Linked DNA regions of Mus musculus: regions 2, 3, 4, 5, 6 and 7 are each linked to region 1. A link is a contact called in public Hi-C, HiChIP or PLAC-seq and promoter capture Hi-C data. All regions are on one chromosome and are shown on one strand. Each heading gives the region's core, a stretch centred on a gene start, on an enhancer-like site or on the middle of the called end of the contact. The rest is flanking DNA. Distances are from core to core; before and after follow the strand shown. Region 1 holds the start of Hes1 (hes family bHLH transcription factor 1). Region 2 holds the start of Atp13a3 (ATPase type 13A3). Region 3 overlaps Opa1 (OPA1, mitochondrial dynamin like GTPase). Region 4 has its middle 54 kb from the start of Gm46567. Region 5 has its middle 100 kb from the start of Opa1. Region 6 holds the start of Opa1 (OPA1, mitochondrial dynamin like GTPase). Region 7 overlaps Tmem44 (transmembrane protein 44).

Region 1 (3,544 bases), core at 541-3,040:
CGGCGACTCCCGGCGCGCAGCCCCGGCCAGCCGGCAGCACGCAGCCGCCCGTCTCTTCCCAGCCGTCCGCCGGCAGCCTCCTGGACGCAGCGAGGGACCCGGGGAAGGGGCGGGCGGCAGCGAAGCCGCTGGAACCGCAAGCCGCCGAGCGGAGGCAGGAGGCTGACCCGGCCGCTTCCTAAGTGCGGTCAGGCATCTCGTGACCGCGGCGGGCGCCCGGACCCCTCCCCCGCCGCAGTCACCCGGGTGGTTTCGGCCACGCTCAGATCCCCAAGCCCGGAGTCCCGGCGGGCTGGGGGTGGGGGGTGGCGATGGGGGGTGGGGACGGGGAAGGGGGCCCACGAATTCCCCGATCGCCACCCTTGGGCGTGCGCTCCCTGCCCGGAAGGATTGACCTTGGCCGGGGCGGGGGAAGGGAGGCCAGCGCGGGGGCTCAGCTTTCGGGCCGCCGCCCCCGCGGATTCCTGGCTCGCCCGGGCCGGAGGAGGGGGCCCCGGACACACGGACGCACGCACACACCCCACACGCAGCGCGCGCCAATGAGCCCTGGCCAGGCGCAGGGGGCGGGGTTTTCCCAGGCTCGAGCACAGCAGCTGCTATTTACCTTCTTGGCTTCTCCCGGGGACCAGAGGCGGCCCCCGCTCCCTCCCGGCCGGCCGCCGCCGGCCCCCGCCTCCCTGCCCCCGGGGCGCGCGCACACACACTCACACACGCACGCACACACACACATCCTCTGGGCCCCGGCCGCAGCCGCGGCGGCAATAAAACATCCTGGCACGTGCTCCGACTCCAGGCGCGCCCTCGCCGGCCGGCTGATGTCAAACTGCAGCTCGGCTGGTGGAGCTCTTAAAGGGCTCGCGCGCGGGGCGCCGAGGCCGCCTTGGCCGCCCGCGGGGTGAGGAGGGGAGAGCCCCGACTCCCTTGCCCGCCGTCTATCCGTATTGCCAACTGGGAGCCTGCGGGGAGAAAGGTAGAGAGAGTGGCGGAGGAACGAGCGCGCCCCTCCTGTCGCATTGCTATCAAAGCCCCCCTTGTTCATTTTTTTTTTCGTTTGAAATTCCATTTCCTTTCTGCCCAGTAGGAAATTATTCTGATTGTTTTCTGGAGAAGCGTGAGGTCCAAGGTTGCAATTCCAAGAGAGGAATGAATGGGCTAGAGGGAGACAAGCATCCAAAAGACACCTTGCTCCGAAAACCCTGGCTGTGAAGGCATTTGGGGGGACGGTAAGGGCATGTTTAGCGTGTGGGGTTTAGTATCTCCCCAACCTCATGAGCAGTTTTGACTCCCCTAAACATACAGAGTTCGAGCGGGAATTCCGGAAGACATTAGAGTAACACATCCTCTTTACCTTGTTCCCTCCTTTTTTCAATCACTAAATTTTGTCTTGGCCTATATCTGTTCAAAATATTTTTCAAATGAACTTATTATACAAAGTAGTTATATTGCATGCAGCAAGAACAATAAAAACCAAAGGCCTGGCCACAAAAGAAATAGACTAGACTAAAACTAAGCAAAGCCCAGAGGAAAGAGTTAGCAAAGGGTTAAAATCCTTTTGATTGACGTTGTAGCCTCCGGTGCCCCGGGCTCAGGCGCGCGCCATTGGCCGCCAGACCTTGTGCCTAGCGGCCAATGGGGGGGCGCAGTCCACGAGCGGTGCCGCGTGTCTCTTCCTCCCATTGGCTGAAAGTTACTGTGGGAAAGAAAGTTTGGGAAGTTTCACACGAGCCGTTCGCGTGCAGTCCCAGATATATATAGAGGCCGCCAGGGCCTGCGGATCACACAGGATCTGGAGCTGGTGCTGATAACAGCGGAATCCCCTGTCTACCTCTCTCCTTGGTCCTGGAATAGTGCTACCGATCACTAAGTAGCCCTAAGACATAATAAACCTTCAACTGCTCAGTAGTTTTTCTTATGAAAGTCAAGTAAAAGGACGTAAGCAAAAAAAAATTATTTTTTTTTTGCGTGAAGGATTCCAAAAATAAAATTCTCTGGGGACTGAGAAGAAAAAAAAAAAAAAAACGAAAATGCCAGCTGATATAATGGAGAAAAATTCCTCCTCCCCGGTGGCTGCTACCCCAGCCAGTGTCAACACGACACCGGACAAACCAAAGACGGCCTCTGAGCACAGAAAGGTAAGACAGTACCTGCGTCTAGAAATTAAGTGGGTTGTGCACAGCGGGACTCCTTTTACTTTTCTCTTAAAACCTCGGGGTGAAATGGCAGATCCCGTGGGAACTCAGGACCTCTTTTCTCCCCCTTTGCAGTCATCAAAGCCTATCATGGAGAAGAGGCGAAGGGCAAGAATAAATGAAAGTCTAAGCCAACTGAAAACACTGATTTTGGATGCACTTAAGAAAGATGTAAGTGAGCAATGCTTTTTTTTATTTTTAATTACGAATGGAATGGCATTTCCCAGGCACAAAGAACTAAGCTCTTAGCCTGCTGCATGTGGATCTTACCCCGCCAGCACTACGTTCCCACTGGCGGGAGAGAGGCCGCCGGGCCCTGGGATGTGGGACATGCGGGCGGGGACCTTCAGAACTCGGAGGCAGCTGACAAGGAGGACTGACTTTCATCCCTTGTTTTTTCTGCGCAGAGCTCCCGGCATTCCAAGCTAGAGAAGGCAGACATTCTGGAAATGACTGTGAAGCACCTCCGGAACCTGCAGCGGGCGCAGATGACCGGTAAGGACCGCGCGTGCGTCCCCTCTCTGCGGGTGTCCCTCTCGGCCCGCGGTGATTTCTTCCAGACTTCCGCCCGCGGTTGTGAGAGGCATTCAGCTACATTTTACTGCCTTGGCTCACTCCGCGTTCCCACGGTCTGGGTCTTATTTATAGCCACAGCTCCCAAGTTGTTACTGCTCCGGAAATGGAGGGAGAGGCTGTAGCCGAGAAGGGTGGTGGGCAGCTTGGCTGTGGTAGAAGCCGGTGAGGGCGAAAGGACGTAAGACTGAGGAAGTTTGGGGCTGGATAGAAGGTAGGGGTCAGTGGTTTAGCACCGGTCCAACCCCTGCCGCAGGAGGGGAAGTGGGGTTTGGAAGGCGCCTTGGGTGGCATTGTCCAAGGTCAGGTCGCGCGCGGGACTAGGGGTGGCAGATCTGGAGCTGAGATCGGTTTAGATGGAGGGAGTGTCCTGGCTTATGTCCCCAACCTAGGGAGAAGGAGCTGGCTGTTCTTAGCCTACCCAACCCTCCCAACCCCAGGTGGTTCCGGAGGCGCGCTGCGGGGACCTCCCAGGGCGGGAGGCTGTATGGCTCCGGGGCCAGGGCTTTTCGGTGACCCATCTTTTCTCCTTCTGGCCTGCAGCCGCGCTCAGCACAGACCCGAGCGTGTTGGGGAAATACCGCGCCGGCTTCAGCGAGTGCATGAACGAGGTGACCCGCTTCCTGTCCACGTGTGAGGGCGTTAACACCGAGGTGCGCACTCGGCTGCTGGGCCACCTGGCCAACTGCATGACCCAGATCAACGCCATGACCTACCCCGGGCAGGCGCACCCCGCCTTGCAGGCGCCGCCGCCGCCGCCCCCGTCAGGACCTGCCGGTCCC
Region 2 (3,890 bases), core at 708-3,207, 320 kb after region 1:
TCAGCTTGAAGCTTATCAACTTTGTTTTCAAAACTACACTGCCACGTAATATTTTCATCTGATTACAACCGTACTTAAATGAAACATATAAATTATCACTTTTCCTGCCTAATCCCATAACCAAAACAAGCACTGCTGTTCTAACAACGTTTAAAAATCTCAACTACTCCATCCTCTACCTAAACTAGTGACAAACGACTGGGGAGTGGGGAGAGCAGACACCAGGAAACACCAGGAAACGGAGTAAACAGTATCCTCCCTGCTAAACTTAGTGCTGCTGCCTGTAACACAACTACTCAGAAGGCTGAGGCAGTATCATCTTTTTTCCTCTTCTACAACTGTCATTAATGGGTTTACCATCTCAAAAAGAACTTCCAGAAACTGATGTACTTTTGAAGTTGTTGGACAAACCCTGATGGGATGTCCACACAATCTATCTTAGCAACTACAGCCTATTCAGCAAAGCAACAGTCCTCAAAAAGAATGCTACACATATATTCCAGGAAAACAAAACTGATGCCAGTTTTAGCAAAAAAGGTTTGGTTCTAATCAAAGGTGGAGCCCGTTTAATGACGTGCTGGCCCTTCCAGAATAAAATCGCACTGGAGCTAGAAAGATGGCTCAGCAGTAAAAAGTGCGTGCTGCTCTTAGGACCTAACCACTGCAGTCAGCTCACAACCACCTGTTTCAAAGGGCCTGGCCTCCGAGGGCATCCACGCCTTTCACATACATACTCAAGCACACATGTAAGTAAAAACAAATAAACTTTCACATTAGCCTCAAACCCTCTATAATTGTATTCGTCACGAAAAGGCCCCACATGTCTTGGATTTAAACAATCCTGCAGTCCTGCTTCACAGATCAAAAAAAAAAAAAATCACCATTAACATACTCAAACGTGTTCCATTCAGTTCAGAATCACATAAATTTCTGGGTTTATGACTCCAGAACCATTCATTTTGCACTAATACAAGCCACTAAATATAGCTCTAAAACATTAATGACTGGGAGCTAATTATGTAAGTGATTCATACCTCTTATGTATCCAGACACCAAGATCCTAGGGTGCTTCTGTCAGACCTAAGGGGGAAATAAACAATGAACACCTGTCACAAAAGCCTTCCAAACTGGGAAGCCCCAAACAGTTACTGTCAGTCGACAAATGCTACTCCTTCCTCCACTCCCAACTCCACACCCCACCAGAAAAGCGATCAATCAGGCCCACAGTCTGTGTGAAGGCGAGGCCAGAGAGTACGTAGCGAAAAAAGGGTCTGGGCTTTTCTAGTCCTCACGGCCCTGCGTCTCTCCCTTTAATCTGGAGTGTTGACACCTCAAGTCCGCTTTCCTTTCTGGACTTCGGTTATCGGTGTAGAGTGTGCTGATAGTAGGGTGATTTACTCGTCGGTGGCTGGGGCCGAACTAGGCTTCGGACAGTCAGCACCGGCACGGACCCATCTGGGGCCCTTCCCACATTCTTGCTCCGGGCACATCACCTTCTGGACTTTCTAGAGCGGCTGGCCTAGCGGGGCCGGCCGGCACGCAGAGGGTGCACTCCAGACCTCCACACGTACACGTGCTCCCAGACAGTGCCGGGTCTCCGCACCCCTCTCCCTGTCACACACATACCCCTTCCCAGAGAGGTGATGTCCGATTCGAGTCGAGGAAGCAGCCACAGACCCACCTGGTACCCGCCACCCGGGCGACGCCGTTCGCCTCCTCCAACCTCCCCATCACCTTCGCCTCCCGCCCCACACCCCGCTCGCCCAGTCACTCACCAGCCGCGCCGCCGTGCCGCCTTCTCCGCGGCCTCCCGGCCCGGGCAGCCAAAAGGCCGCAGGGGGCCGGGGGGCCGCTTTCGCCACCGCCGCCGCCTCTCCTCAGCCCAGCCCCATCACCCACGGCCGGCGCCGGCGGCCGCGGGTCGCTCGGGCTCGAGGGTCCGCCGCCACGCGTCGCGGCTCCGGCTGTGGGAACAGAGGCGCCGCGGCGGGGCCCGGGCCGCACCGGGCTCAGGGGCGTCCGCGCTCCGCTGTCGGCGCCCGGGGCGGCGGCGGCGGCGGCGTGCAGCCGGGCAGGGCGAGAACAAGGGAGCGCGGCGCGGAAGACCGGCAGGGGAGGAGGACGGTCTGTGCTGCGAAGCGGTCTCCCGCCGTCGGCGACGAAGCGGACCCCCTCCCCGCGGCCACGGCGCCCGGTCACGCTGCGGGGAGGGCCGGCGGGCACACGGGGAGCGCCCCGCGAGCTCAGGACTCCCGCGCCGGATGTGAGGTCACGTGATTGCCTCATCCCAGCGCCCAGCGCGGAGGGGCCGTCAGGGGGCGGGGCGACCCTCCGGTCCCGCCCACCTCCTCGCCTACGGGGCCCCCAGCCCGCCTAAGCGAGAACTGCTAGCGGGATGCTGCTCAGGACTCATTTTGCGGGAGGCGATCAACTTAGGTGTCGCTTCCCATGCGAGGAGATCGTAGTCCAAACCCCCATTTTCTAAACAAAGACACTGAGGCCCAGTGGTAAGTGCAGGCTTGTCTAGGGTGGCAATCATAAAGGACGCCTGTGCTGGCAAGGTGGAGAGCAAAGTCCTAGCTCTGGACCCAGATTCTTTCCCTCCTTTATCCCCACCTATACCAAAAAGAACACTTTAATTCCAATGGAACTCCTGGCCCAGCCCACGGGCGTGGGACAGAGAACAGTCAGGTAGGTAAGAGAGCTTCCATACGGAAGACAGCCGGGTCTCAGAGAGGAGTTTCTTCCGACAGAGCTGGAAGCAAATTAAATACTTCCCTCCACAGGAGATTTATCTTGGGGCACTGCCTCGCCCGGATGTTCAAATCGCGGTTTTGGTTTTCACTGCCTTCCGCTCCCTGTCGAGCGCGGGAAGCTGAGCCTGCCACCTGCTGCCTCCAGCTCCGCCATCTTTCCACTCTGAGTCTACCTCACCTGCATCCCAGACGCCTGGCCATCTTTGTTCTCCTACCTTCCTACAAACATAACTTTTAGCTGCTTGACTGTCTTAGAGGAGGGAACAGCTGTGTTCAGCTCCTGTTCCCATACTTGGGCACCGTCCACCAGAGGCATGGAGCATCCTGCCTCTTGGTCCGCAGCAGAGAGTAGCACCTCATTTGGGTCGGTAATGTGCCCCAGATACGTGGCCCTAATACACTTCAATGGGAACAGTAAGGATGCTGATCCTGCTTTCCAACCGCAGTGGTGAAGGGCTGGATGGCAACCACGAAATTCTTTTTACCAGGTAATGTGGACATCACAGTAAATGACGATGAGCCACAGCTGTGGCTTCCCAGCTCCTGCTCCCCATTGGGTTTCAGCCCTCCGTGTGTTCCCTAGCTCACTTGTGTTGGAGTACGTAAGTAGTCTAGGATTGAGGAAGTCTGGGTAGAACTGAAAAAACCCTGCACACACTCCTGACAGCTTCCTTAGCAGTTGGTTATTTACCTCGCAGATTTTAACAAGCACAAGCCTCTCCTGGTCCTATAAATAAAACTGTCAAGCCAACCATCCACTTAGAGTGCCCTCTTCAATTAGCCATCAAGTGTTTCTGACCCTCTTATGCACACCTCTTAAACAGTGGGTCTCCCCCTGGCCTGCCTGTACTTCCTCATTCCTCAACTCGTGGCAAACTAACCACACACACACACACACACACACAGAGAGAGAGAGAGAGAGAGAGAGAGAGAGAGAGCTCAACTGACAGTAACCCTTGACCTTGTCATCCACCATTGCAGAACTGTCCTCGGTACTACCTCTCAGCATCTCTCTGCCACATTTGACACTGTGGGTGTTCTCACCTTCTGAAATTACTCTACTGCCTCAGCTTGCAAAGGATTTTGCTCTCCCAGTTGTCAAGTCTCTGTAACTAAGACCTCTCTGCCTTCCTC
Region 3 (4,058 bases), core at 1,316-3,815, 460 kb before region 1:
ATTATAGGGAAGTGTGAGTCTTAATTTTTTGGGAGATGACCAGTTTGAACAGCTTGCCTTGAAAAGCAAAGTGTGTTGCCATTTTGCTACTTTGAAATAACAACCTGCAGTAAATTGGCCTTCTTAACTATATGTTTTTATGTCAGTACTTTAGGTAGAAACAATGTGGAATGTGGAAGAATGTAGGCCACTTAACTCAGACAGACGTGTTTAAATGCTTTTCCTCCCCACACAAGGTGACCTTAGGGGAGCTGCCAGGTGTCCCTAACCTGCTCCCTGCCTGTAAAGCATCTACTTCTGTGGGTCACCACTTAAGGCAAGCTTAGGTGTCACTTGTTCATGTTGTATATCATACCATCGTTGTTAAAATAATGTCCAAATGAGAATGATGTAAGCTCTAGCCATAGCCCTGTATTGAACAGTTTATTTTTGAAATCATAGAAAATATTATTTCTTAAGGTTAGACCAGACTTCTTTAACTTCTTAATTTTGTCATTTTTTAATTTTTTCTTCAACATAGGAAGCAAATAATTATAAGTTAAATGCTCAACTATAATGGAAAATTATGGATTTCACTGCTTGCTTGAAATAATCATAGTTTTATTTTTTCTCTATAGTCATGAAGATTTTAAATGTAAAAATAATAAGTATAACTATTTAGTCATACAATTTCAGAATTTGGGGAAGATTTTAATTAGACTTAATATTTATTTGCTTGCCCATCTGTTTCTTACACGGTCCCGTGTGTTGTTGTGTTGCAGTTAAAGTATCAGAGGATCTTGGAGCGCCTGGAAAAGGAGAACAAAGAGCTGCGGAAGCTGGTGCTGCAGAAGGACGACAAAGGCATCCACCACAGGAAGCTCAAGGTGCTCCAGCAACCGTTAGTGGGTCCCAGAGCGCTGACGCTGACACTGGGGGCAAATAGTGGACCTTTTCAGTTATCTTTTTAAAAGTATATTATGTGTACGGGTATTTTGCTGGCATGTATATCCATGCAGCACTTGCATGCCTGGTGTCTGTGGAAGCCAGATCCCTGGAACTGCAGTAACAGATGGTTATGTAAGCTGCTGTGTGGGTGCTGGGAAGTGAACCTGCGTCCTCTGGAGGAGCGGCCTATGCTCTAAACCACTGAGCCATCTCCCCAGACCCTAAAGGATGAAACACTTTAATAAATTAGGAAGCATGTATCATCTTTTCACTTCTAGACAGTGTAAATAATTCATAACTTGAAGTTTCCAAATCCATCATATATTATGCCCATAAAAATCTTCATATTTTAAGAGGACTTTCTTATGAATCAGTCTATTTTAATAAAATACCTAGCTTATCTTCAGGCTTAATTTTCATATTTATGAAATTGAGATTCTTTTAAAAACTTTTTAAAAATTATTATCTGTGCACAAATATGTGTATGACATGGATGTATGCCTGCCTGCCTGTCTGTCTGTCTGTCTGTGGTGGGGGTGATTCTCCCTTCCCCCCCTTTACTGGGTTCCAGGAATTGAATTCAGGTCGCCAGGCTTGCGTGATATGTGCCTTTATGTGCTGAGCCATCTTGCCTGCCCCAAATGAGGATTTGTAGTTTGCCGAATACTTACGGGACTCATGCCACTGTTGCCTTACTGGTGTTTCCATGTTGATTTGTCTTCAGTTTTGAATTTTAACTCTTATTTTCCAAGGGAAGTTTTCTACTATAGCAATTTTTGAAAATAAGTGTATGTTGATATTATTGTCGTTGATATATTGTTAGTTACCACTATCAATAATGCTATCACCACAGACCCAAGCAAGATGTGTTAAGTTGACTTGTTCTTTTAACTTGAAAGTTTAATGCAGTAATCATTGTCTCAGAATATGTAAAAGTGAGTTGCTGCAGCATGGGAGACTCATAGCGGATCATGACACATGTTCTAGAACCAAGATCTGAAGATGTCTCTCTAGTTTAACAAACGTGCTTTAGTAACTTTGGCTCTAAGTCGTCAGCGCCCAATGCATGAAAGCCTAACTGTTTTTACAGTGCTCCTGGCCTCTGAGAAGTCAGGATCAAGCGATAGGAAATAGAGTTGTCTTAGAAATGATGTTTCCTCATGAGATACAATAGTTATGCAATGTGTTTATTTTTAGAAGACATGAGAGCAGCTATATGCCATTTAGGAGTCTCTGTATTAAGAGGCAAAAGTGTGCTTAAACTTCCATAGTGTTCCCACTAACCCTACTTAGTAAGTGCTTGCTGGGTACCCTTTGTTCTCAGACGTGTGTGTGTGTGTGTGTGTGTGTGTGAGTGTGAGTGTGTGTGTGTGTGTGTGTGTGTGTGTGTGTGTGTGTGTGTGTGTGAGTGTGAGTGTGTGTGTGTGTGTGTGTGTTCCTTGGCCTACTTGAAGCTGTTGTATTCATGATGCCATGCTCAATCCTGGTGTCCAAAGAAAAGCAACGGAGGACGTTTGTCCTTTGCTTGCACTGCAGCCTTCCCAGTTCTTAGGCTGCGTAAGCTCTCTTGCTTGAACACTGACCCTGACCACTTCTCTACTCTGTTCCAGGCTCTCACACGCCCGTGCTCCCAGCCTGCTCTTACACGCATGCGCTCCCTGCCTAATACTCCTTCCCCTTCTTCTCTGTTCTCACAGAGCCTAGTCTTGGCAGAGTGTGATTTCTCTGTTAGTTGGTCACCTGACAGTGTATTTGACTCTTATGGTGTTAATGGTTAACTCATTAATGTTAATAGGCTTTCTCTTTTACTGTCTAACTAGATTATGAAATCCTAAATTAATAAATAAACTGAAGAAGTAGCATTAATTCTTATACTAGTTTTACTATGAAAACATATAGTAAGAAAAAAACAATGCAAATTTGAATGTATCTACATTTTCTCTTCATGTATCTGTGGTCTTTGTTTTATTTTCACTGACTTTTGCTAATTTTAATTTTTTTGCAGAAATCTTTGATTGATATGTATTCTGAAGTTCTTGATGTTCTTTCTGATTATGATGCCAGTTACAATACACAAGATCACCTACCACGGGTAAGGGGAAAATAGACCAGGACCTGCTGTCAGCAGGAAAGTTCTTTCCTTGTGTCATAGTAATTTCTGTATTTCCCATGATACCTCAGATACAAAGCATTGCTTCGTTCCTTATTTTGGAGACCATAAAAGCAAATATATATGTTTTGGAAGAAAAATGTCAGATATTTGCCATTATACATTCATTATAGTGTTAAAATACCTAGGCAAAAACTGTAAACGTTTGGATGAAATTTAGTCTAACAGAATCCAAAAGTATGTTTGTAAAATGTAAACTGGTTATGGAAAATATTTGTGGAAAGTTAATGATCTGGTTTTAGAAATAACTTTCAATTGGCATAGTTTTCAAAACAAAAATTTGAATGTAAATAGTGGAGCCAATTAATTCTTTTGCTATATGTATCTCCAGAGTACCTACATGCATCAAACTTCATTCTTTCAAAAAAAAAAGAAAACAAACAAACAAACACTTTTTTTGGCTCTAAATATCTTAAAATATGTTTTAAATGATAACATTCAAACCCTACATACATTTAATTTGGTATCAGAAGAGAACTAATGTATGCTCCTTGTCTTGTGATAGGTTGTTGTGGTTGGAGATCAGAGTGCTGGGAAAACCAGTGTGCTGGAAATGATTGCTCAGGCCCGGATCTTCCCGAGAGGGTCCGGCGAGATGATGACACGCTCTCCAGTGAAGGTGGGAAGGGAGGGAGGCGTCCCACCGACGGCTCTCACACAGCTAAAGGGGGCTCTCACACAGCCTTGGGGGTTAGTCCCACTGTGGGAATTAGTAGGGGGCACAGCTAGGGGCACACACATGTCCAGAGCTGAGAGGGAGTGAAGAGAGGTGGTAAAGGAAGTGGCTGTCTACGTGACATTGGAAGGCCTCTTGATATTATCTGGAATAAGACACATAAAGAGGCTGCTCTCAGAAAATGAGAATATTGCAAGTGGTGTCATCAAATGTAGATAGTTTCCTATAGTATTTATATGCCGGTTATCATGATCTGTTAAGCTAGAAAAAAATGGTAGGAGGAAA
Region 4 (3,778 bases), core at 5-2,504, 310 kb before region 1:
GGATCTGGCCATAGTTGTGTTGTGTTATTGTAGTGGAAAGACAATGGGATTGAATGCCTGGAGTGCCTTATTTAAATCGATGCTCTGCTACCTTCTTATCAAGGTGAGACAGGCTAGGCTGACTCCATGACAGGCTTCAACTTGACAGTTCAGGAGACTAGGCCTAAAATCTCTGTTTCCAAAAAACTGGGCAAGTTTAGGCAAATCCAGGCCTCAGAGCTGGCTGGCTACCTGGCCTGAGGCAAGGACAATGGGTCAGCAGCAGTTTCCAGACTTCCTCAGCTACTTCCTCAGCGACAGTTTCCAGACCTTCCCAGCAACAGCAACAGTTTCCAGCACCGCCCCCCTCAACCCTCTCCTACCCTATCCCCAAGCCCCAACAATGGCTCTGGAATGTCTCTAGAGAGACAGCCAACTTCCCCTAACATGCCTTAAATCGGGCCAGTGAGCTCACTGGGGAATCTCCATGTTGGTAATGGTAGACCTCAGCATGCTGGACTATTTGAGTCTGGGCATCATTTTTCAGCAAATCATGGACCCTTACCAGAGAAAACTCGAGGTGCTGGTCTGCTTTCTCTCCTAGTTGCCTTGTCTCCAGAATGTGAAGATCCCAGGCAGTGTCTATAAAGATGCAAAGAGAAACTGTATGGCCTGGAATTAGAGGATGGCGCTGGGTTAGCAGCCTCTGTTTTTGGAAACATAGCTCTTCAACCACCTTCTCTAGGTCATAGCAACCAACGAAATGAATCAGGGAGAGCTAGCTTGGAGCCTTTTCCCTAGGTGAGCAATCCAGTCCTCAAAGGGATAGAACTCATCCTGGCAGCTTTCGGTAGCCCTTTCCTAAGCATCTGCACAGGCAAGTGCAGTCAGACAAACGCAAGCCGCAGCTTGTGAAACTTGGGGTACGACAGAGCTGCGGAGGGACTGCAGTGCACTGGACACCACTCCAGTGCAGACCAACTTGGTCGACAAAGATTCATCTTGCTTGCCTGCTCCTTCTTTGAATCTTGGAGGTGAGGGCCTGATGAGCTCGGGTTTTGAATGCAAGCCAAGATTTTTGTTGTCTGACTTGAACCATGGCCAGAAGAAGTATGTATTTAAATCAAGAAGGAAGGCTCACTGCCTCTCTCCTGCACTGCCCCCCTGCTGTGCAGGCATGTGGCAAGGATGGGTGGAGGAGTGGCAGGATGTGTGTTTGGGGCAGAGGTGTGAAGACAGAGGGAGTTTGGTATTGTGGATTAGGAAAAGACAGAAACATCTGGCCCATTTAGTTCAGCCTCCATTGGCATCATCTGCTCTGTTCTTACTCAGGTGCTAGACAGAGGCAGGGAGAGCTTCGTTGGGAGGCCGGGTGGGGGAGGAGCTGCTTCCCAAAACAAACCTTATGTGAGAAGAGAGGACTGTGCACAGCTACACTGTCTAGTGAAAAAGAACTCAAGTTAAGAGGAAGGTTGCCGTCATCTGGCCTCGAATTTCTAGGTCTAGGCTTTTAAAGGCTTCATTTTTAACATGCTACAGCCTGCAAAGAGAAAGTAAAGGAAGTGGCCACTTGAGATCTGCCTCTCGGGACACTGGGGACAATTCTTGTCTCTACTCCTTCTCTCAGTCAACCGTGGTGCTTATGAAGCCTCCTGGCTGTTTCTGATGCTTTCTTGACTTGTCCTTGGCTCTCATGGGTATCTGACGTGCTGGAGGACTCCAGCTGGAAGTGGCGAATAAAGAGGGAACACACAGATGAGTATGCCATGAGCTGCTGCAGATACACACCCTAGGGGGTGACATCGAGTCCTCAGTCACACAGGCACCTGTTGGAGCTGCTTCAGGCTGATGCTCCTGAGGTATTCAAAACACTCCCACTCTGCAAAAAAAAAAAAAAGTCCAGCTTCCTGCATGGGTCAAGCTTCTATTCTAGAGAGCACACCTAGCTGCTGTCAGAAATGATCAATAACATGAAAATATTTGCTTGTGGGTGGCCTTAGTCCAGCTGAGAATGTCAGGGTGGAGACAAGGATGGCTCCAGGGCCTGCCTGTCATGATTCTTTCAGACTTTCCTAGTCCAGAACTTGGAATCTACTGCATTCACATCAGCTGGCTTGCACACAGTCCACAGGACTCAGAACTACTGAGCCCACCCCCCTCTGACTTGCACACAGCCCAGCACCTACACCTTCTGACCTGCACACAGCCCACTTGACCCGATCACAGACTTCTCAAGCACTCCTGTTTCACCACCTTCTGGTCTTGGGTCCCAGATGAGCGTCCCTTGTCTGCGTGTGTTCAACCATCAACCAGCCATAAGAGTTCCCTCCAAATAAAGCCTCCACTAATCCCTTTACTTCAGATTACTCTCCACAGTGCTCATGGGGACTGGTGATTGTCACTCTTCAAGTTAGAGGCTTTGACAGGGCAGTAAGATCCACATGCTCCTCTGAGATTTGGTCTCAGCTTGATTAGAAAGCTCTGTGGAGCCAGTGGGCACTGGCTGGCATTATGTGGGACAATTGATTTACTGTGAGGGAGGGGGCCCTGGGGACTTTAGTTCAATGTGTTGATTGATGAGATGAAACACGAGGCAACTTTAACTCAAAAGCCTTCTCTCTATGGAGGGACACTGCAGGCCAGACAAGGCGAGCTGCTCAAGACTGAGAACATCCACGATGGCTCTCCCTGGCCCCAGCCCCATCCTTGCTCCTTAGTCTGATAAAGCTTCAGTGATGCTTTTCAGGCAAGGCTGGGCAGAGGCTGCAGAGCACAAGGACTCCCAGCCATAGTGCTAAACAGATACAAAACCCAGAGCACCCTCCACTCTCTGAACCTTAGATTTGGTACACTCGCCCAGCAGACATGGCTGCAGTGCCTGGAGCAAGTGTTCCAATGACTCCGTCTATTATTTAAAAGTTATAAAATGAGATTAGAACAGTTACTGAAATATATCCTATCTCCCTATCTTTACAGAGGCATATTGTAAGAGCCAAAAACTCCAATTCTAGCTTAAAATTCTCAAATTCCAGGAATTTTGCCCCAGAACTTGGTAGCAGAAGAGAAGCGTGCCTCTGGCCCATACCCAGGCCCTTTCTTTTCCCTCCTCCTTCAATAACCTTGTCTGCAAGAAGCCTCAGATGCCCACACAGGCACACATCTGGACGTATGGTTCAAAGTCAAAGCTATTTTCCAAATCCCCTGAGCACTGCTGCCCGCTTGCTCACTCTGATCCTAGCAATGTGTACTGCTGTAGCCCAACCCAGATTCTCAAAGACAGACCTGAGGAAAGGCCCGGGCAGGTCCTAAAAGCACCCATCTGTGTTTCATTGGGGAATCTGGGAGCCCTCGGTATACAAAAGAGAGTCCACAATATGAACTTACTGACTCCTTATGACTGTGGAGACAGGCATGGCCCTGTAAAGAGTGGGGCTCATCTTTCCCAGACATAAGGGTGGAACTACTGCACCGGCACCAGCCTTAGGGGTTAAGATGCCCTGAGGGGTTAGGGTTTGGAAGCTTGCCCTTCCTTATCTACCCAAGGGCAGATGGTGACATTCAGAAGGTCCATGGCCATTCCTCTGCCCAGCTCTTGGATAGCAAGAGCCTTGTCTTGTCACTATTGATAGCAACTAGCACTGTCCTCCAAGGCCTGCATATTCACAAGGTGTCTTCATCATTCCGGCTGTGGTATGCGAAGTGAAAGCCATGCAGTTCCCATCTCTAAAGCAGACACTTGTATACAGCAGGAGGCCCTGAGTGGGCAAAGTCTTGAGTGGATTTGTATTGTTGATACAGG
Region 5 (4,053 bases), core at 219-2,718, 380 kb before region 1:
CTTAGCACCCTGCTTCTTTCTCCAAAACATCAAAGGCTCCATCTACTCACGCAGATGGTCACTGATGTCTGCCTTGACTTTCCCATCCAAACTGACTGCACACGCTTCCTCTAGCACAGCTGTCCATTTCACACACCAGTGTGCTCAGTTCTCTTTTAGAACTCTTCTTCCCACAGAACTGTGCCCCAGCCATGACACCAGAAAGACCGTAGTTTTGTATATATGTGAATTGTGAATATGTGTCATACGTGTGTGTGTGTGTTCACGTACATTATCTTGCTATGTGAATTGTCAAATTAGTTCCCACGTTTTGGCAGGAATGCCTTAGGAAGTGACACTTCCCAGAATTATATGTACATATGTTTTTTTTTTTTAATTTTTTGGATAGGCTCTTACTATGTAGTTTGCGCTAGTCTAGAACTTACCATGCGGACCTAGAACTCACAGATCTGTCGCTGCCTCCCAGAGTAAGGCATCTCAGACACCACTCTGGAGGGATACTTGCTCCCTTAGGGCAGTGTTTCTCAGCCTATGGATGGAGACCCCTTTGGGAGTCCCCTTTCACGGAGGGGGGGGTGCCTAAGACCATTGGAAAACACAAATATTTATATTACAATCCGAAATAGTAGCAAATTTACAGCTATAAAGTAGCAACGAAAATACGTTTTTGATTGGGGTTACCACAACATGAACAACTGTGTTAAAGGGATGACGCTTTAGGAAAGCGGACACCCACAGACCTAGGGTGGTGGGCAGGTAAACAGAATCGGCAAAACACCACACGAGAGAATGCAGCAAAACGTGATGGAGACCGGGAGATAGGGGCTGAAAATTACCGAAAGCAGCGGGTCTAGGCAGGTTACTCTCAGAGACATGGAGATAGAGAAATATGGTGGAGGCAGTAGGAGTGGACAAGGTCTCCAGGAAGAGAGTTGTTGATGAGTGGCAGGGGTCAAGGGACAAAGGAAGGCAAGCTCTCCGCAGGTGGCCCAGGAAACAAGGAGAACAGGGAAAGGGAAAGGGAGACACGCCCCCCAGCCTAGGGCTCCACCCCTCCTCTGGTTCTGACGTCACTAAGGCCTGCTCCACATGAGGCTTCAGATTTAAGATGTTCACCTGTTCCTGAGCTTGCAATTTTATTAAGAGGGAATTTGAAAATTCAGGATTTCTTCGATGGAAAATATGGGGTTTTTAAGACTCTGCACGATTTCTATTGGGTGGAAGAGGAAGTCCCAGCTTTTGCTACAAACCAACCTAGCGCTGGCGATGAACTCATTGTAACCCCAGAAAAAGAAGCAAGCGAAGCTGGCATGTCAGTGTCCTCTGCATTCTTTATGGCCAGACAGGTTTTCCATGGCTGGAGCCCACGACGCTTCCTGCCAGGCTCCCCCGCTGCTGGGAACCACTCAGACCTGGAAGGAGTCTGTGTAGTTAGGTGCTGCCGGAAGGAGCTGTGGAGACAGCGTGACCCTCAACTCTGCTATGGAGAGCCAAGTCCCTCTGCATGCCGCTGAGACTCTCCTTATGGGGCAATCACAGCCCTCACAATGCCCAGGAAGGAGCTATTGAGATTTAATTGTGCAAACCACGTGGCTGGTGGGAAGGACTGGGGAGGGGGCTCAAGGGGCTTCTTTCTCCTTGCTTTCATTTCTTTTTTTCTCCCTCTCTTTCTTTTTTTTACTCTTTCCCCCCTGACTGATAGAATAAAAAGAAGCGATGTGCCTGTCTGTTTCGGCTTGGGGACTTTCTTAGGGTTCTCTGTGTAGCATTATTTGAAAAAAACAAAACCCCCAAACAAAACACAGTTGTATGAACACAAAAGTCTAACTCCACGGTTGAAATCTCCTTTTCCATTCCCAGAGACAGTTTCCCAAATGAACCCCAGCTTGTCCCTGCAGACAATGGAGTCCCCTGGGAGCTGCACGTGATCAGACGAGTGAGTGAGAGGCCCGCAGGTCAGTGGCTGGGTCTCTGTGACCTCTCCTCTCTCTGAATGGGGGAGGCTGGCTTTCTGTTTTGAGGCGGTGTCTCCTGTGATCAGCTGCGATGCCAAATGCTCGCTGCTCAGGACAGGGGCATGATGGTGCTCCCAAAGCCAGGCATCGTTTTTTTCTGTGTATCCGTTCTTCTCTGTATGCCCGTGAGAGGCCTCCCTGGTACCCAGTACAAACACGGGAGGGGTGGGGATGGGGGGAGAGGAGTGAGAAAAAGAGGGTAGACACGTTTGCTGAACAAACACGAACAGGCGTGTGCTCGTGTGTGTGTGTGTGTGTGTGTGTGTGTGTGTGTGTGTGTGTGTGCTCCTGTATTTTTAGATCCATCTCTAAAATAATACAATCTCTCAGCTCAGAAAACAGAGCCTGGCTCTAGGATGTGGAACTGAGGTTCGTTGCTCCCTAGGATCTCTGAGGTACTCCACAATTACAGGGACATTTTGGGAGCACTTGCCCAGCAGTAAATGAACCAGGGGACCAATTCATAAGTATGGGGAAGGGGTTGGCAGTACCCACCAAAGGTCTTTCTTGATTCTGTGGCAAGTCACCCTCTCAAGTCAAATCTCTTATCTGTCCCCCTGGTGCTGCTGCTCAAGGTTGTAGTTGGGCTGACAGGCTACCAAGGAACAGAGAACAAACCGGAAGTACAAGTCCTTTGTTCTAGAGCTATTGAGAGGAGCAAAGCTTGGACCAAAACAGGTTTGGAAGGATAGACTGGGAAGTGCTGCCACCAGAGCTGCACTGGGAAGTGCTTGCTGCCCCTTGCCTGCTTGGCAGGTTCCCAGGGGCAACAAAAGCCATGCTAACGTGTAAGGATTCTGAAAGAATGGTACCAAATGGTACCCCCGACTCAAATTGTATGTAAACGAAAAGAGAGTTTTATTCTGCAGAAGTCCAGCATGCTGAGATCTCTCTTTACCAAGACAGAGAAACACCCAGAGGGAATTCCAGGGTAGGTGACATCTGTGTTAATCTGTTGGGTCTATCTTTAAGGACATTCCATTACTGGAATGTGGGAGCTAGAAACTTGCTGGGGAGGTCTGGAAACTGTTGCTGAGGAAGTAGCTGAGGAAGTCTGGAAACTGCCGCTGACCCATTGGCCTTGCCTCAGGCCAGGTGGCAGGGCAGCTTCTGAGGCCAGGACTTGTTTGGAATTGCCCAGTTCTTGGAAACAGAGATTTAGGCCTAGTTCTCTTTAACTACCAATTTGAAGCCTGTCATGGAGTCAGCCTAGCCTTCTCACTATCAGATGACATTCGCCTTCTCCTAACATTAATAAAGTGGGTGCAGAATGTTAGCTCAACCCTCCCTCATGTTAGTGGTTGCTGACAAAAAAATCCAAGTTCCCCAGTGGCTGAAGACTTGGTCTAGCCCAACCCCTGCAAGATGATAAGACGCACTATATCAGCCTCCTGGGATGGCCTAAAGGCTTGGTTGGCTCTTATGGGTTTAGGAGGACTTTTAAATGACAGATTTGAGAATCCCCATCAATTGTGGATCTTGAATTTCATTCCAAAATGAGCTTAGTGTGTTTCCTTTGATGATCTCTGATACCTGAACTTATGTAAGAATGAATTAGCAGTCAGCAGAGACTCAGGCATCAGGATCTGCCTCGCATAAGCCCTCCCCCATTCCCACCAGCCCACCTAGCTGCCTTAAATGCCACCATGAGAGGGGCAATGCCTCTGGCCCCCTTGGAAGCTAATGAGCCCAAGATTGAAGCCAGTATCTGTGGCTGTCACTAGACACCTGGAACTGAGCAGGACAATCCATATTTAAGGCCATTCTGAAGCCTGAAAATGTTTACTTTGTACATATTGGATAGCCTTCAGTTTAGTACATACCTTACAGGCGTCCCATGTACTCCTTAGTTGCTGCACAGAGAAGTGCCACCTAATAATCAGTGTCATCTAACATCAGTATACTGCTTATAGTGTCAAGAATAGGCAGGGACACTAATAATTCACATTTCTTAGTACCTTTCAAATACTCTACACAGTTTGTCTCTATGGCATTGAGGAAGTCTACAAAGTAGGTATCATTGTTCCCATTATTACGG
Region 6 (3,473 bases), core at 300-2,799, 490 kb before region 1:
CCATTTCAAATTAGGGCAATCTATTTCAGATATTATTCTCTATTTGGATACTGAGAGCTCATAGGTTTTGTGACTAGTGTGAATGTAATTCACTTAATTAGCTACTATCTAGAGACTTTCATGCTAACTCTATTTTGCTATCTAATACAATGGTAGACATAAGTTACACATAGTCCCAGCCTAGAAGTGGAATTATAAAGCAAGGGCTTTGTAAACTGCAAAGACACATTACACATGGAAGCAGCCGTCACTTACTTCTCCCTTTTGTGTTTTCCAACAAGAATTAGGAAGCAACAATAACAAATGCATTTTTTATTCAATACTAGAAAAAGTTGGGGTTTAAACTGGTTTCTAGTTTGGTTTATACTGGTTAGGCTTTATAGAAGGTTTCTATCTACAGCTATCATTGAGACAGTCATCACAGTAAATATATTCCTCAAGTCCTGCAATCAGAACGTTTACTGTCAGACAGTTGCGTTTATATACTTGCCACTATTGTGACTAGATGGATTCTGATTTATGGTTTTGATAATTAGATAAAAAGCAATTTATTTGGGGTGCTGGTGGTGGTGTGTATTTCATGTGCGTGTGTGAGAGAGAGAGACTGACAGAGACAGGGGAAGGGAGACGAGTGAAAGGAATGTATCCTTGAAGTGAAATAAAGTACAAGACTATCTGATTTTTTCCAATAACACCATTAATCGACTTCACAATCTTTCACTGGCAATATTCCTGTTTTGAGTCCCTGTTCTCTTTAAAAAAATACAAAAATGGTTGAAGATGGAGAAGATACTTGGATTGATACAAATAATTTAGATTATTAAGGAGAAAATGTAGCCAGAAAAAGGAAGGAACTCAAAAGGCCCAAAACCTAACTGGAACTTTTGAATATTAAATAATAGTTGGGAGAAGCAGGTAGCTAGGAGACTAGACATCAACTACGTCCGAAGAGGGGTTGATAGGGAGGAGTGGGGAGGGATAGGTTACAAGGAGAAGGAAGAATGAATCTGACGTCTTGAAAATCAAAAGAAAACTAAGAAGAGAACTTAGGCAGATACTACTAAGGAGCCATTACTGGAGAGATGGCGCTGTTAAGAGACTTTGACAAGGGCCATTTCAATAAAATGGGTGCCATTAAAATTCAGGTGAAAGCCAACAAAGGGGGGAATGAAAAAACAAAACAAAACAAAAACATTTGTGTCTTAATAAAACTGTATGTGTTTATCCCAAACCTACAGCTTAAATGTCAGAAGTCACTTTCCAATCAGATCTCGGACTTTCTAAGGTGTCTCGCATACTCGATCTTCTGGCTATATGATTCAGCTACGAAAATGATCTTTAAAAGATTTCCTTAAATTGGCTGCTCCTAATAAACATTCGTCCAGTGGATTTCCTGCACCCAGCCCGCCCAGTTCATTTTCAAAATTCCTACACTTTGAGGGCGGAGCCAAGAAGAGGAGCACTACACAGGTCCCGCCCAGTGGCTCCCCGCGCATGCGCATGTCATCCGCGGCCCGTTTGTGCAGCCTGCCTAGCGTTCCTGTGGGTGGTTATTTCGGAGACGGACTGACTACGGGAGCCCAGCCGGCTCTTGCGGAAGTCCATGCGCCATTGGGAGGGACTCGGTGGCTGCTCTATGCCCTTGTTGCTGAGGGCCTCTTCCTGGGTCATTGTCGGAGCAGGAATCGGACTGGGGCCGACACGGGGTTCCCCCCGTGGCCGTCTCAGCGCCTGTGTGTGGTCTGCTCTGGCGGGATGTGGCGAGCAGGTCGGGCGGCCGTGGCCTGGTAAGTGCGGCCTGCGACCTGGCCCCGTTATGTCAGGTTCTGGGCCATTTGGACAGCAGGGTTGACCCATCACTACTTCCCGAATGTGCAGGTGACTGACCCTCAGGCCGGGCCGAGGCTCTTAAAAAAATTCTCGCGAATGTTTGAATACCCAAAGGAGTGACGGGAGTTGGCCGGTGACCATTCCTTGTTCAACATGAAGATTTTTGCTGCCTTGGCCCATCGTTCCTGTCCCTGTCCTTGTGATCTCCCTGCTATCTGTCTCTAGTTGTTGCTTTTATTGTTGCTATTCTGGCCTGGCCTAGCTCTGTCCTTGTATCTCTGTGCGTGTCATTTAACTGCCTTCTTGCAGCCATACGCCATGCCACAGCGCACACTTTGCTCTTGCAGCTACTTGGTAGCACTTGCAGCAGCATACTTGAAAGTATGTCCTTTCATAATACGCGGGAAAGGGCTCTCTGCCCGTTTACCTGACCCTCTGACTGGAGTCAAATTTAGAGTGGTGTTGTGCATGATATCAGGCGGTGTTTAAGAGATGCCCCGTCAGAGATCTTGTTCAGTGTTGAGGTCCACTTCGATGCACTTCTCCAGTCTCGCTGCGGATGTTGCTGTAGTCTTGTTTTAAAGTAGAAAACCTCAAAGTAGTTTTATTTCTATGAATTGCTATATGCATTTACTGATACTAAATTTGATGTTATCTATATAAGTTGTTCCAATAACCCCCAAGCTTAGCACATTGTTTCAGACATTTGATTACAGGAAGTAGTGTACACCAAGGTTTCCACCCATCTCTACAGCCCCTAGAACTTTTGTTTGTTTGTTTGTTTTTGTTTTTGTTTTTCGAGACAGGGTTTCTCTGTATCACCCTGGCTCTCCTGGAACTCACTCTGTAGACCAGGCTGGCCTCGAACTCAAATCCACCTGCCTCTGCCTCCCGAGTGCTGGGATTGAAGGCTTGGGCTACCACGCCGGGCTAGAACTTTTAAAAATATGTTTGTATCTCTTTCACCAGCATGTATATCTGTGTGCCACTTCTGTGTCTGCTGCCCACAGAGGACAGAGAACAGCATTCAGTCACCTGGGACTAGAGTAGCAGACAGGTGTTAGTCACCATGTGGGTGCTGGGAATCCAACCTCTGACTTCTAGAAGACTAGCCCTTCTTCATAACCAATAAGCCATCTCTCCAGCCCTCTCCCCAAAACTTTTTTTAATGGTATAAATTATGTATTATGCTTATAAGGAATGGACCCATTCCTTTCATCACAGTTAATTAAAAGTCCACAGTGCAACTGCCTCTACTGCAATGTTGGTTGTTTTTAATCTTGTGGGATTTTAATTTAGCAATACGTTCACAACCTTCTCTATTGAAATAAGCTATTTACAACTTTACTATTGCTGCTGTTTTATAATTAAGTGGAGACATCTAGTTTTCTATAAAACAGAAAAAAGTGTAGAAGATAGCATACTCTTTTCAAAGAGGTATGTAGGAAACACTTAAAGTTGGTTTACAAATAAACAGGTTTGTAGTTTGTATTGTTTGTTTAATCAATCATATACAGCTGGGCTACATTGTTTCTGAAGGTATGAACATGTGTCTACAGTCATGGCTTTAGAATGTCTTATGCCCAAGCACAACTTAGCTAATGGGAGAAATAGGGATATGGAAAACCAGAAACCCCCAGGCT
Region 7 (3,518 bases), core at 496-2,995, 480 kb after region 1:
GTACAGTGCAGACCCCAACCCTGAAAACCTAAGGAGACAGACATTTGCCTCAGACATATGGACTCTCACTAGTGACGAGTTAGAGCTGTAAATGTTGGACATGGTCATGAGCAATGCTGCCTCAGACGTTAGCAAAATCAGCCTCCAAGCCGAGATAGCTAAACTGTCTTGAATACAAATGTCCTTATGACCTGGGACAAGTTTCCAGAGACAGCACGTCACACAGATGTGCAAAGGCAGGGATGAACATTCAGCATGCCCATGGCTCTGGAATTGTCAGGACACAGTAATGACGTCAGAGACGCGTGGGAAAGTGACTTTACGGATGAAGCCTGGAAAACCCACATTGTTTTAAAATTAAGACGCTCACTTCGGCAGTATGTGGGTCAATGGGTTACTTGAATAACAAGACTACTTGACGATCCAACCACACAGAGGCAGGAACGGCTTCAGTAACAGAAACAAAACAACACAAAGCCAACTGGGAAAAAAGAGAATCCCATTGTACTCAGGATCTCGGGAGCTTTGGACATAAAAAGTAGTTTTTAAGAGTATAGACTTCCAGAAGCCCCTGATCCCAGTACTTCCCACCTCTGCGCACCCAGCCACCAAACCAGACATTTTCTACCCAGAGAGACCTTGTCCTCCGTCCTGGCCTCCTGGTTTTCTTCTTCCTTCTCTGCACAGGTCAAAAGGGCTTGTGTGTCGGCACTCTCTCTGGCTTCAGCTGTAGCAAATCTGAAGGCTCGGCTCATCCTGCTCTTTATCACGCAGGACAGAAAGATGATCTGAAATGTGGGAGTTAAGGTACACCGACGTGGAAGTGGATAAATTCAGCCTCCAGGGGGCGCTCTTCACACCCCTGCCTCCTGAGCAGCCTGCCCTGGCGCCCCTGTCCCAGGCCGACAGAGACTTATCTTGAAGACAGGACCTGATCAATTTTTCTCTCTTTTTGTTCCCTGCTAAATGCTTGTGAGATGGAAACATTTGGGAAACATGGCTCACAGTGATAGCACACACGGTGGGGAGGACAGTGTCTGTGTGAAAACACAAATCGTGACCTTATTTGAAAGGAGAGCCAAAGGGGATTATTACCACAGTGAGCCTACGTGCAGTGCCCAGAGTTCTTAGACTGGAAGACATGCAGAGATGCACAAAAGGGACAAGGTGTTGAAGACCAGCAGATGTTGAAATTACGAGGCTGTGCCAGATGTGGTAGCGCACACCTGTCATCCTAGAACTTCCAAGGCTGGGGCATTTCGGGTTCAAGGCCAGCCTTGAACTTGGTAATGTAATAAAAACTTGTCTCAAAAAGAAAAGGCAATATAAAGCCCCAGCTAGAGAATTCTGGGAGTCACGGGTAATCAGAAGGGAGGAGGGCAGCCTCTCAGGCAGAGCCTTTAAGAGTGGCCTGTTTTGATCTTAGACTTCTGGGTAATTTAAACCCTCCCACCACCACAACAGGGTCACATTCAGAGGCTATCAGCACCTCTGGCCTCCCCCAGCCAGCAGCACAGCTTCCCTTGCCCTTGAAACACTTGTGCAAGGTCGCTTGGGTGACAGCATGTCAGGCAGCACCTCTGGGACCCCAGAAGCCAAGGAGGCTCAGCAGCCACCAACTGAAGGCACCTCTGTCAGCTCTGATCTCTACACAGGCCTCTCCCCAACGAGGGCAGGCTCCATCCAGAGAAGCCTGGTAGGATACAGAATGGAGCCTGGAGCTGGGCCCATTGACCCAGAAGGCTCAGAGCCTCCCCTTTCCCTTGCTATTCCAGAGAGCTAAGGGCCAGAGAATTGTCTTTGAACCGGGCAAGCCCTGAACTGCGGATCACTGCTGGCGTCTGCTTGTCCCAGGCTTTTAATGACTGGACTGCTGGGTCAGTGTGCTGGCCAGCAAGACCAAAGGAAGGCATGCCGAGTGGGAGGTAGGACAGAGCCCCTGGCTGCGGGCAACCCAGCCTCCCCAGCCACTGGGCCTGGGCGGATACAGCAAGGTCCAGCGCAGCTCGGCCCAGTGAAATCAGGAACCAGGGTGTGGCCTGAAGGAGGTATTCAGGCTGCCGGTCATGAGCCACGATGGCCGAGGCGTAGAGGAGACCAGCCAGAGCTGACAGGAACCGGGTCCACAGGTGGATATAGGAGAGTGACTTGCCCCGACACTGCATAGAGAGGAGGGGCCGGGCAGGAGGACACTGGATCTCTTGGTGGCATTGGGCAAGCCCTCTATGAGCGGCCACTTACAAAGGGCGCTCCTTCTGCTAGGCATCGATCGAGCTGTTCTTCAAGCTGCTACTTTTGCCTGGCAAACTCCTCAGAACCTGATTTAAATCTTAAAACGGGGTGGGGGCTTTTCTTACTGTTTGCAGCCTATGGAATACTGATTCTCCTCTGGACCCTAACACCTGGCACCTGCCTGACACGGAGGGATGCGTGAGACTCTTTACACATTCGGGGCACTCCTGGGAGCAGACCTGAGACCGTCCCTTCTGACAGTGGGTAGGAACTTGGAAATGCCAGCGGGGGAAGGTGAGGGAGAATGGGTTACAAAGAGCCACTGGCCAGCTATTCCCCTGTGGAACCACACCAAACAGGGAGATCAAGGGAGAGATGACATGGAATTGTGAAGCCACGGAGACATTCTGAGAGGATGGACTGGCTCACAAAAAGGGACATATGCAATATTCATGGTAGTAGTTGTCTGTAGGCATGAGGTCACTTTAGGGCCAGTGAGATGGCTCAGCAGATAAAGACACCTGCTGTTGACAACTTAAGGTTGATGGATGCCTGGAACCCACAAAGAAGAAAGAAAGGTCTGAAAGTTGTCCTGTGGTCGTAAAACCTGAGCCATGGTATACATGTGCCATGTCTCCAGCAATTAATAAATTAATAAATATAAATTAATATTTAAGTCATTTTATATATACATTTATATGTGCATATAAAGACTATGTACTAAATTGCATAATATATATTTAAATTTACATATATATATATGCAAGTATAAAACATGTATAATCTGGTTTTAAAATCTTGCTAAGTGGCGGCATTTAGAACTATTTAGGGTGTTGGCTAAGGAATGGAACAAATTTCGGGAGAAAAGTATATTTTGGCTGATTTTCTTTCATTTTTGTTTTGAATCCCCAAGGAATACTCAGATGGACTGTGGATGCAGCTCCGTGGAAGACTGCCTGCCTGGTACATGTGAGGTCTGGGGCTCAATGTTCAGCACAGAACAAACAAACAAGGCACTGTAGGGACTGCTGCATCTCCCCTGTATCTCAGCTAGTTTCTTCCCAGCCACTGTTCTGGCCTCCACCTGCTGAAGGCCCCTGAATAGAGAGACCCAGTCAAGCACCTAACTGTGGAGTGCCTGGATGTGAGGGTGGGTCTGGTCCCTGGCCCCAGTAATGGCTGGGGGTAATGGTGCCCCTCTGCATGGTTCCCACAGCACAGGGGAAGCCTCTCAGGTCTATTGAGGGCCTGTGAGTTCCCCAGCCTGACCATCCCGCTGCAGGCCC

Evidence for each region. Promoter capture Hi-C pulls out the DNA fragments that hold promoters and counts their contacts. Hi-C and Micro-C count contacts between places; a contact is called where the count stands out from the background. HiChIP or PLAC-seq counts read pairs in DNA pulled down with a chosen protein or histone mark.
Region 2: a contact with region 1 is called in a Hi-C map of LSK cells, with 9 times the contacts expected there. The contact joins the promoter of Atp13a3 here to the promoter of Hes1 in region 1. A contact is called at or near these places in 5 of 484 Hi-C or Micro-C datasets (LSK cells, Th1 cells and embryonic stem cells) and 3 of 115 datasets of contacts at active chromatin or transcription factors (extraembryonic endoderm stem cells, memory CD8 T cells and pancreatic cancer cells).
Region 3: a Hi-C map of liver shows a contact between it and region 1, with 3 times the contacts expected there. The contact joins the enhancer-like site here to the promoter of Hes1 in region 1. A contact is called at or near these places in 7 of 39 promoter capture datasets (the 3T3-L1 cell line, cranial neural crest, frontonasal cranial neural crest and 4 more), 1 of 15 datasets of contacts at CTCF or cohesin (large pre-B cells), 1 of 484 Hi-C or Micro-C datasets (liver), 8 of 115 datasets of contacts at active chromatin or transcription factors (the 230-238 cell line, craniofacial prominence, embryonic forebrain and 5 more) and 2 of 9 other capture datasets (embryonic stem cells and pancreatic islet).
Region 4: a promoter capture Hi-C map of trophoblast stem cells shows a contact between it and region 1, with 5 times the contacts expected there. The contact joins the enhancer-like site here to the promoter of Hes1 in region 1. A contact is called at or near these places in 19 of 39 promoter capture datasets (the 3T3-L1 cell line, the C10 cell line, the HPC-7 cell line and 12 more), 1 of 15 datasets of contacts at CTCF or cohesin (large pre-B cells), 13 of 484 Hi-C or Micro-C datasets (the 3T3-L1 cell line, the HL-1 cell line, adipose-derived mesenchymal stem cells and 6 more), 26 of 115 datasets of contacts at active chromatin or transcription factors (the 230-238 cell line, the SCID.adh cell line, SST interneurons and 18 more) and 2 of 9 other capture datasets (adipose tissue and liver).
Region 5: a contact with region 1 is called in an H3K27ac HiChIP or PLAC-seq map of embryonic stem cells, with 3 times the contacts expected there. The contact joins the enhancer-like site here to the promoter of Hes1 in region 1. A contact is called at or near these places in 3 of 39 promoter capture datasets (cranial neural crest, maxillary cranial neural crest and pre-B cells), 13 of 484 Hi-C or Micro-C datasets (bone marrow-derived macrophages, embryonic stem cells, trophoblast stem cells and 1 more), 29 of 115 datasets of contacts at active chromatin or transcription factors (the 230-238 cell line, the SCID.adh cell line, T-cell acute lymphoblastic leukemia and 17 more) and 1 of 9 other capture datasets (embryonic stem cells).
Region 6: an H3K27ac HiChIP or PLAC-seq map of extraembryonic endoderm stem cells shows a contact between it and region 1. The contact joins the promoter of Opa1 here to the promoter of Hes1 in region 1. A contact is called at or near these places in 5 of 39 promoter capture datasets (the C10 cell line, cranial neural crest, embryonic stem cells and 2 more), 3 of 484 Hi-C or Micro-C datasets (embryonic stem cells and pro-B cells) and 3 of 115 datasets of contacts at active chromatin or transcription factors (astrocytes, extraembryonic endoderm stem cells and large pre-B cells).
Region 7: a Hi-C map of the G1E-ER4 cell line shows a contact between it and region 1, with 3 times the contacts expected there. The contact joins the enhancer-like site here to the promoter of Hes1 in region 1. A contact is called at or near these places in 1 of 39 promoter capture datasets (the C10 cell line), 2 of 484 Hi-C or Micro-C datasets (the C2C12 cell line and the G1E-ER4 cell line) and 5 of 115 datasets of contacts at active chromatin or transcription factors (the NIH/3T3 cell line, embryonic stem cells, large pre-B cells and 2 more).

What each region holds. Positions count from the first base shown.
Region 1 is chr16:30,063,567-30,067,110 of GRCm38.p6, forward strand. It overlaps Hes1 (hes family bHLH transcription factor 1), which reads left to right and starts at 1,791. Exons shown (of 4, transcript NM_008235.2): 1 at 1,791-2,132; 2 at 2,265-2,360; 3 at 2,597-2,684; 4 at 3,306-3,544. The coding sequence starts at 2,025.
Region 2 is chr16:30,386,573-30,390,462 of GRCm38.p6, forward strand. It overlaps Atp13a3 (ATPase type 13A3), which reads right to left and starts at 1,958. Exons shown (of 34, transcript NM_001128096.1): 1 at 1,776-1,958; 2 at 1,035-1,080.
Region 3 is chr16:29,604,751-29,608,808 of GRCm38.p6, forward strand. It overlaps Opa1 (OPA1, mitochondrial dynamin like GTPase), which reads left to right. Exons shown (of 29, transcript NM_133752.3): 7 at 762-866; 8 at 2,933-3,019; 9 at 3,603-3,716. Among named protein-coding and RNA genes, the nearest start is that of Opa1, 27 kb to the left of the region's middle. Within about 2 kb of position 2,566, at least 10 of the 459 cell types and tissues checked have an H3K27ac peak or open chromatin away from gene starts, as enhancers often do. A contact at or near this core is called in liver, where this site is marked.
Region 4 is chr16:29,757,332-29,761,109 of GRCm38.p6, forward strand. No RefSeq gene overlaps it. Among named protein-coding and RNA genes, the nearest start is that of Gm46567, 54 kb to the right of the region's middle. Within about 2 kb of position 1,255, at least 13 of the 459 cell types and tissues checked have an H3K27ac peak or open chromatin away from gene starts, as enhancers often do. A contact at or near this core is called in epiblast stem cells, stem cell-derived cardiac mesoderm and trophoblast stem cells, where this site is marked.
Region 5 is chr16:29,681,738-29,685,790 of GRCm38.p6, forward strand. No RefSeq gene overlaps it. Among named protein-coding and RNA genes, the nearest start is that of Opa1, 100 kb to the left of the region's middle. Within about 2 kb of position 1,469, at least 67 of the 459 cell types and tissues checked have an H3K27ac peak or open chromatin away from gene starts, as enhancers often do. A contact at or near this core is called in craniofacial prominence, embryonic basal ganglia, embryonic forebrain and 6 more, where this site is marked.
Region 6 is chr16:29,577,785-29,581,257 of GRCm38.p6, forward strand. It overlaps Opa1 (OPA1, mitochondrial dynamin like GTPase), which reads left to right and starts at 1,550. Exons shown (of 29, transcript NM_133752.3): 1 at 1,550-1,787. The coding sequence starts at 1,756.
Region 7 is chr16:30,538,751-30,542,268 of GRCm38.p6, forward strand. It overlaps Tmem44 (transmembrane protein 44), which reads right to left. Exons shown (of 11, transcript NM_001384248.1): 6 at 1,989-2,159; 7 at 639-788. Among named protein-coding and RNA genes, the nearest start is that of Tmem44, 10 kb to the right of the region's middle. Within about 2 kb of position 1,746, at least 29 of the 459 cell types and tissues checked have an H3K27ac peak or open chromatin away from gene starts, as enhancers often do. A contact at or near this core is called in the G1E-ER4 cell line, where this site is marked.